2 separate regions of the Mus musculus genome follow, and region 1 is linked to region 2. Evidence: chromatin contacts called from public HiChIP or PLAC-seq data. All regions are on one chromosome and are shown on one strand. Each heading gives the region's core, a stretch centred on a gene start, on an enhancer-like site or on the middle of the called end of the contact. The rest is flanking DNA. Distances are from core to core; before and after follow the strand shown. Region 1 has its middle 130 kb from the start of Gm24696. Region 2 has its middle 50 kb from the start of Gm24696.

Region 1 (4,111 bases), core at 943-3,442, 74 kb after region 2:
GTCCTACCTAATTCTAGTGTAGGAACTAACTCTTCTCAGTTAGTAGATTTAAGCTGGATTCTATATGTTGATGAATACATATCTCAATTCCTTCACACACACCCCAAGTTTGATAACTCTGAGGTGTATACACCAAGAACTTTGGTTTTTAGCAGAGTTGGGCTCCAGTTACTTGAATCAATAATTTGGCTTAAAAATATACCCTGTATTGATTTCCTGCCATTCTCTGTGACCATTCTCCAGGTATCTATCTTATATACTAGAAAGGCTTAAAATTTTAATTTTAAGTCAGAAACAGACAGAAGGGATGGAAAAAGGAGGGAGGAGAAGAAAAGGAAGGAAGGCAGGAAGGCAGGAAGGCAGGAAGGCAGGAAGGCAGGAAGGCAGGCAGGCAGGCAGGCAGGCAGGCAGGAAGGAAGGAAGGAAGGAAGGAAGGAAGGAAGGAAGGAAGGAAGGAATAAGGAAGGGAAGGGAAATCGGCTGCACTATCTTTAGAAGCACTTAATTAAAAATGCAAGAACAATTTCGGAGGCGATCCAGGAATAAAATGACTATATTGAAGAATCCATGGGTAACCTGCAAGGTTTTTTGATTGCTACGTCAAATCATCATGTTTCATTTGGAAACAACCTACCCTGTGAATAAAGGGGAATTTTAAGCCCTTACTTGAGATTGTGAAATATATAGCGACAAAATAGAGTTCTCTATAGAACTACATTCAGTGGTATTTTTCTAGCCATAAAATGTGTGACTGTTCACCTTCACTTTTGAAGTAATACAATCATATAAAATGAAATTCTCTGGTTCTGTTCTTCCGCTGCTGGGGAAGGACTCAAGGTCACAAAAGCGTATTATCTCCTTGGACCTGAGTAAATGTCAACACTTACCATCCACCCAGGCAGAAAAGGAGCCTTCACAAGGGAGCCCAATAAAGCAAAGCAACACATGGCTGCCCTGAAGAAGTAGGTGAGAGGGTGCCGTCATCTGAAGTTCTTTGTGTCGGTTTGGACGCATGCCCAGTACACAGAAGTGTAAAGGAAGTGATTTCTCTCAAAATAAACACATCACTCAAGAAAGATAAAGAAAATAACTATTTCGTCCTTTGATGTGTGAACGAAAGCATGTCATGTGGAATTTATTCTCATGAAGTGTCTTTATGTCCCCTTAGGTTCTTTTCTTCCATCTCACACATAAAAAGAGTAAAAACAGACAAGATTTGTTAAGTGCTAATTATGTGCTCTGTTCATTTAAATAATTGCATTTACTTATCCCTAGAAATATAATCGGTCCCATGTTTGTTGTCAAAATATTACAGGTAAAAAAATCTCTAGTGTCCCACACAGTTAGCATGTCATCACAGCAGTACACTCAGATTTCATGAATCAAGTAATCCAAGCTAAAAGAGGGTAAATAGGCTAGCTGGCCCTCACATCACTCTGAGAGGCAGCTTCCCTGGCTCCAGTGGGGAGCAACAACTGGATAGCAAAGGCACCAAAACTCTATATTTAAAACAGTGGACTGCTATTTCTCAAATGCTCACAGAGCACTTCAGTAGTTTTGCTGAGCCCAGCTTAGCTCACGAATGTATATATAAGCAATCCTAGGTTGGCTAGACAGCACTGTCAATCTTATTTGTACTCACATGTTTTAGGGCCACGTGACAACTGGCTGACCTAAGATGTCCTTGGGTGAATGAACTGGGCTCAGCTTTACTTGATCTCATTCTTTTGATAGCCAGTCTAGGCTTGTTTTCATAGCAGTGATATGTTTCCAAGAAAGAAGAAAAAATTGTCACTTGAAGTCAAAGCCCCATTGTTCTGTGTATGACCATACATTGGCTAAAGAAAGTTACATGTCTACTTTGAACTTTAGAGGCAGGCAGGGTCCTGTGTCTTGATGAAGGGACTATATAAATTCATGTTTTTAAAAATGACACATGTACCCAGGAAGGATACAGAATGTCAATCAACCCACTGTTGATGTTTTTATTTCTATACATGCTTTTTTTTCCCCATCCTAACACATGTCTCTCAAAGATCTGTAAGTACTCTCTGCTTTGTTTTCCTGAGCCAATGGATTGGAGAGAGAATAGATGTACTGTCAATTCTAAGAGACATCCTTGAGCCCTCCAAATAGTGTTAGTCATCTTTCCATCACTATGACAACACCCTTTTCCTAGAAATACCATCCAAGGAGAAGATGCTTTTTGTGGCTTACAGTTTGAGAGGTGTGGGGCCATAGTCAGCATGCTCTGGTACTTTAGGCCTCTGGTTGGCAATACATCATGGCAGGAAGCATGCAGATTTTCTCCCATCATAATAGAGAAGAGAGAGGAAGAGGAGTGGGGGGGGGGAATAGGAAGAGAGATGGAGGTGCTGACATTCTTTCCAAGGGCACACCCTCATAAATTACTTACTTAAATATGTTACTTATATAAAATACTTCCATTATTCCTACCATCTCCTGACCGTTCACCATGTCTCAAAAGGCTGGGAAACAAGCTTTCAAGAATGAAGGACATGTGTGGTCCAAACAATAAATTAACTCCATCCCAAAGGCAACTTTTCCAGGTTCCCTAGAGATCAGCATCCAGATACCACATAGGTCCCAGGATAGGAGCTTACCTCTTTGTAAAGCAGGCTGCTACATTGTTTTTCTATCACTGATCGAAATACCCCTCCCCCAATCATTTTTCATGTGCTCTGAAGCAAACAAAAATAGGAAATTTTTCTTTTATGTGACAATCATTTTATAGGCCATATCACCTGCTGATATCTTGATATTTTTATTGTTTTATAAACCAAAATTTAAATGTTCTTCAGATAGTAGCAATATGAAGAAACTTTATTGTATGTATACACAGTGCCAGTGTTCTTCCAAATTCTGCAATTCAAAGCCATTTGTGTACTGTGCAACCTGCCTCACTAGTGTGGATGTCAACATTCCTGTAGCTACATTGACCTAGGCATTCTGCTTCAGTTAATACAGCCAAGCCTATCTTGTCTCTGCTTCTTCCCTTTGAAACTACACTTCCTTATTACTGCATTAAATTGAACTTGGTTTCTCATTCCCATAATTATTTGGAATGTGACATACATGTCCATAGTAGTATGTTTTTAGAGGCAAAAAAAAAAAAAAGAAAAAAGAAAACAAAAATCCCAGCTATGTGTCTGCCTTTGTCCTTCTATCAGTTCCTTTATAAGTTTGGTCTTATCTTTACAGAATGTGGCAGTAAACAATTCTGTCAGTTTTTCTCCTATACCCTGGTATCTGGAAGGCTCTCTGGGACTGAGGGAAAATGAAAGGGATCTATAGCACTTTAAAGCCAAGGAGCATCTAGCTTCCATGCCATGGTTTATTGCAGACTTTCTTGACATGCAGACATCTTATTCAGACCTCAACATCCTTGCCCACAACATCTTGTGCTGCTGTGACCACCAATCCTTAGTTCTTCACTTTTTTCAGAGGATGCACCTTGCCTGTAAGCTTTCACTAGATCTCCCTGTTCTCTAGTGCCAGTCTATACAACACAGGCATCTATGCTGTAGGTAGGTAGCAGACTGACTTAGTCACATTTGTACCCCTGCTGTTAGTTGCTACACAGTGAGTTCTAGCCACTCTGACTATCTCTACTCATTCTCCTTGGGGTTGAGGAGAATACGCTTACAGGACAAACTTTGTCCTAGGATGCAGGCAGCCAAGTTCTGATTCTTAAATTGTGTGAATCAGATTAGACTCTGACGTTGTAAGAAAACATTCAACACCAATGGCTAAGAGAGAACTCAAATAGGCCCAAAGTGCCCATGAGGTCTCCAGGTTTGATTCCTAAATTCTTCCCCAGCATTCTGATGGCTCTAGAAGCCATGCCTGAGTTGCCCATTATCAGACCCAGTACTCTCCCTAATATATAATCAGCTTTGTGACTTTGATTGAAGTCATGTGGCCTCTTTTTAGTGCATTCTGTTTGCTCTGTGTTGCTTTAATGCATTCTGTTGCATTCTGTTTGCTCTGTGTCCGTTTCAGCACATCAGAAGCATGCACTTTCACATCATTGTCTCCGTATATTTTTAAAAGAAATATGTATCCTAAAGCTAAAAACACTCATCTCCCT
Region 2 (4,682 bases), core at 2,017-4,516:
CTTGTCTTAGCCTCCCGAGTAGCTGGGACATGAGCTGGCACCACTAAAAACAGCTTCTATTCATTAATAAAGGAAGGAATCTTGATTTCTTTAGTTGTAGTTTGTGGTTGTCCTCATATAGATATTATAATATTTTATAACTTCTATGCATATGCATTTATTTTCTTGAATACTAATGTAAATGGTATTGGTTTTAATTTTAATGTCTATTTTTTCATCATGGGTATTTAAGAAAGTGCTTGACATTTGCATACTAACCATGAATCATAAAGGCTTATTATAATCATTTATTGGTCTAGGGTTCTTTTATTGTTTATACTACATCTTCTTCATAAGCAATCATCACATTTGCAAAGACACTTTGATTACTTCCTTCCAAGTCAGTACAAGTTTTGCTCTGTTTTTCTGTGCTAGCCAGGACAGCTAGGAGAACTTAACAAAAATGCCTTTGATTTATCATCAGTAATTCAAGAAGACTAGAGTGGTCTTTAGGTGTTTGTTTGTTTTTCTCCAAGGGAGTTACATTCTAATAAAAGTCTATCAGGTTGAGCCCTCATTAAACATTTCCTCCTGGGTGCAGACTTTTTTTTTTTTTTTTTTTTTTTTTTTTTTTTTTTTTTTTTAGATATTTTCTTTATTTACATTTCAAATGTTATCCCCTTTCCTAGTTTCCCCTCTGAAAACCACCTATCACTTCCCTTCTCCCCTTGCACACCAACACATCCACTCCCACTTCCTGGCCCTGGCAGTCCCCTATACTAGGGCATAGAACCTTCACAGGACCAAGGACCTCTCTTCCCATTGATGACCAACAAGGCCATCCTCTGCTACATATCTAGCTAGGATCATGAGTCCCACCATGTGTTTTCTTTGGTTGATGGTTTAGACCCAAGGAGCTCTGGAGATACTGGTTAGTTCATATTGTTGTTCCTCCTATGGGGCTGCGAACCCATTCAGTTCCTTTGATATTTTCTCTATCTCCTTCATTGGGGACTCTGTGCTTTGTCCAATGGAGGGCTTTGAGCATCCACTTCTGTATTTGTCAGGCATTGGCAGAACCTCTCAGGAGACAGCTATATCAGGCTCCTGTCTGCAAGCAGTTGTCGGTATCCACAAGAATATCTGGGTGTAATGACTGAATAAGGAATGGATACCCAGTTGGGGCCATCTCTGAGTGGCTTTTCCTTCAGTCTGTGCTCTACACGTTGTCTCTGTAACTACTCCCATGGATATTTTGTTCTTCCTTCTAAGAAGGATCAAACTTTACACTTTGGTTTTCCTTCTCTTTGAGTTTCATGTGTTTTGTGAATTGTATCTTGGGTATTCTGAGTTTCTGGGCTAATATCCACTTATCAGTGAGTGCATATCAGGTGTGTTCTTTTGTCATTGGGTTACCTCACTCAGGATGACATCCTCCAGATCCATCCATTTGTCTAAAAATTTCATAAATTCATTTTTTAATAGCTGCACAGTACTCCATTGTGTAAATGTACCCCATTTTCTATATCCATTCCTCTGTTGTGGGACATATGGGTTCTTTCCAGCTTTTGGGTATAATAAATAAGGCTGCTATGAACATAGTGGAGCATGTGTCCTTATTACATCCTGGAGAATCTTCTGGATATATGCCCAGGAAAGGTATTGCTGGATCCTCTGGTAGTACTATGTCCAATTTTTCGAGGAACTGCCACACTGATTTCCAGAGTGGTTGTACCAGCTTGCAATCCCACCAGCAATGGAGGAATATTTCTCTTCCTCCACATCCTTGCTAGCATCTGCTGTCACCTGAGTTTTTGAACCCACACACTTGTTGTCACTTGATCTTTGACAAAGGAGCTAAAACCATCCAGTGGGGAAAAAAAGACAGCATTTTCAATAAATGGTGCTTGCTCAACTTATGGTTAGCATATAGAAGAATGGGAATTGATCCATTCTTATCTCCTTGTACAAAGTTCAACTCTAAGTGGATTAAGGTACTCCACATAAAACCTGAAACACTGAAACTTATAGAGGAGAAAGTGGGGAAGAGCCTGGAACATATGGGCACAGGGGAAAACTTCCTTAACAGAAAATCAATGCCTTGTACTGTAAGATCAAGAATTAACAAATGGGACCTTATAAAATTGCAAAGTTTCTGTAAGGCAAAGAACACTGTCAATAAGACAAAAAGGCCACCAACAGATTGCAAAAAGATTTTTATCAATCCTAAATCTGATAGAGGACTAATATCCAATATATACAAAGAATTCAAGAAGTTAGACTTCAGAAATCCAGAAAACACTATTAAAAATGGGGTACAGAGATAAACAAAGAATTCTCAACTGAGGAATACTGAATGGCTGAGAGGCACCTGAAAAAATGTTCAACATCCTTAGTCATCAGGGAGATGCAAATAAAAACAAGTCTGAGATTCCACCTCTCACCAGTCAGAATGACAGACCTTTTTCAGAAGTTCTGTAATTAAAGGGACTCTTTTTTCTTCTCTCACCAAATGCAAAGCGAAAGCTCCCTCGGACCTTCCCTATCAGACCTTGTTACAGCTACAGGACACAGAACTCACAAAGTACACATCTTACTTTTACTTCATCTTCTAAGGTCTTTCTCTCAAACACGTCTACAGCCCAGCTTCTGTCACTTCATCAATTCTAAATTCAGCTTCTTCTATGCTGGCACCAGTTTCCATGGGTGCTGAAGCTCAAAGGTCTCTGTTTCTGCCATTTGTGCCTTTCTACCAGTTGTCTCCAATGTGAGAAGCCATAACCACATTACGGCTTTATCATGTGGATTTAAAAATGTGTGACAATATTATTTTGTTCATATCTTGTGTAGGTGGGTTGAAGTGGTAACCTCTAAGTTGCATACATATAACCAGAAACTACAAGTTCACCAATGTTGTCTTCAAAATTCTAATAAAAGACCTTGTGGCAAGCACAACTTTCACAGGTATGAAAACTGGGATTCCAAGAAATGTAGCGATAGGCACTTAATTACTAAATACAGATCCACAGTTCAATCAGTCTAACTTAAGGCAGTGCTCTTGAACATTAGAAAAACTGACCTTCTTTTCACACTTTAGAAGTCTAAAGGGCCCATAAATAGGGTTGAAGTAAAGACTATTAATTGATTTTTCTAGAAGGAAGGCTATGGGAAGGAATGCTTAGATAGAAGATTGTGAACTTCATGAAGAAGTTTAAAACCACTACCGAGACATCAAAGAGATGTATCATCTCTTCCTGGAAATAGTTCATCATCTTCTGAGGGCCCCACCCTAAAGACCACAGGTAACTTCCTCCTGTACAGGCTTCTTTACAAGCAATTTGCCACTTCTTGTTCTCCTGTAGGCCATAATGGAGTTCTTTTGGGGCCTAATAACTGTAACCAAGTAGGTTATTTCTTTGATCTTGAGAATGCATTGCTTCCAAAATGCTCTTGCAACATCAAATTTGTTCCATTTTCATGCCACTGTGGTCTGAGCCACCACTTTCTCACTCTTGATATCTGCAGACATGTCTAAGGTGGTTTTCCTCCATTAATTCTTGTCATTTCCCAATCCATGCTCCATCCAAAACAGAGCTTTACAAGCTGTGAATCTGCTCCACTCTTTTCATTACATAACACCCTGGTTCTATTAGTTTTATTGAAAATCCAAATAGTTAAGAAGAAGAATTTTCAATGTCCCTATGATAAGAGAGAGCATGGTGAATCACAAAGCATAAAATTATGAATGGGGGAGACCAGCAGAGGTTTGAGGGATGATAGGACCTATGTGTGTTTGTGTGTGTTCATGTATGTACATCAAATGAATGACAGTATTTGACTATATAGTGACCTATGGCAGTAAATGAGAGTTCTACTCATTCTTTTCGTGTTCTACAAAAGACCTACTCATGCTTCATACTGAAACTCATGAAGTGACCTAATAACTGTAACCAATTTTTCTTGACCTTCTAAGCATTTTTGACTTTTTGATCTTTTGAATAACTTAATAATTGAGGTGAAATCTTCTGGGAAGTGTTTTCTGAGAGCACAGAGGCTATGTTACAGAGATAGCCAAAGTTGTACCTTGTGCTGTGGCTGGACTTGGTAATGTGTAAGAGTCACCCAGGTGGTACTGGTTTTGAAGGCATGAAGGGGTCATGAAGAACAGCTGAGGCTTGGTACTATGAGAGGCCAAGGAAGGCTATTGGTGAAGGTGCAGCCTCAGTTGCAATTGATGGCCCAGGACTGAAGGAGTCATGCAAAGGAGTTGAGGCTTGGCACCATGAAGAGAGCCTATGAGAGGCTATTAGTAAAGCCTAGTTGCAGCAGAAGACAACAGTGTTTTGGAGATGCTAGTGCCATGAGATGACCACCAAAAACAGCAGCAACAGTGGAATACAGGCATTGGAAGCCTAGGAGACAAGGTGTGTGCTACAAAGGGCAGAGCTGAAGAAGTGATCCAAGCCCTTGGAGGAATCCAGAAGATCGTGAGTGGATCCCAGACATTGCACAGTTGGAGTTTGATTTTGCTTTTGATTGTGACTGTGCCCTGATGCTTTTCCCTCTCGAAGGAAGAAAGTATTTTAGTGTAGCCCACCGTTAAGATACTTTGAATTTTTAAAAGACTCTGAATTTTAAAAGATATTAGGAATTTAAAGGGATGGAACTTTTAGTATGTACAGACTGTGGGACTTTTAAAGTTA

The links. HiChIP or PLAC-seq counts read pairs in DNA pulled down with a chosen protein or histone mark.
Region 1: a BATF HiChIP or PLAC-seq map of CD8 T cells shows a contact between it and region 2, with 9 read pairs. The contact joins two enhancer-like sites. A contact is called at or near these places in 1 of 15 datasets of contacts at CTCF or cohesin (CD8 T cells), 3 of 484 Hi-C or Micro-C datasets (CD4 T cells, CD8 T cells and nephron progenitors) and 2 of 115 datasets of contacts at active chromatin or transcription factors (CD8 T cells and memory CD8 T cells).

Annotation. Positions count from the first base shown.
Region 1 is chr15:61,481,074-61,485,184 of GRCm38.p6, forward strand. No RefSeq gene overlaps it. Among named protein-coding and RNA genes, the nearest start is that of Gm24696, 130 kb to the left of the region's middle. Within about 2 kb of position 2,193, at least 19 of the 459 cell types and tissues checked have an H3K27ac peak or open chromatin away from gene starts, as enhancers often do. A contact at or near this core is called in CD8 T cells and memory CD8 T cells, where this site is marked.
Region 2 is chr15:61,405,560-61,410,241 of GRCm38.p6, forward strand. No RefSeq gene overlaps it. Among named protein-coding and RNA genes, the nearest start is that of Gm24696, 50 kb to the left of the region's middle. Within about 2 kb of position 3,267, at least 15 of the 459 cell types and tissues checked have an H3K27ac peak or open chromatin away from gene starts, as enhancers often do. A contact at or near this core is called in CD8 T cells and memory CD8 T cells, where this site is marked.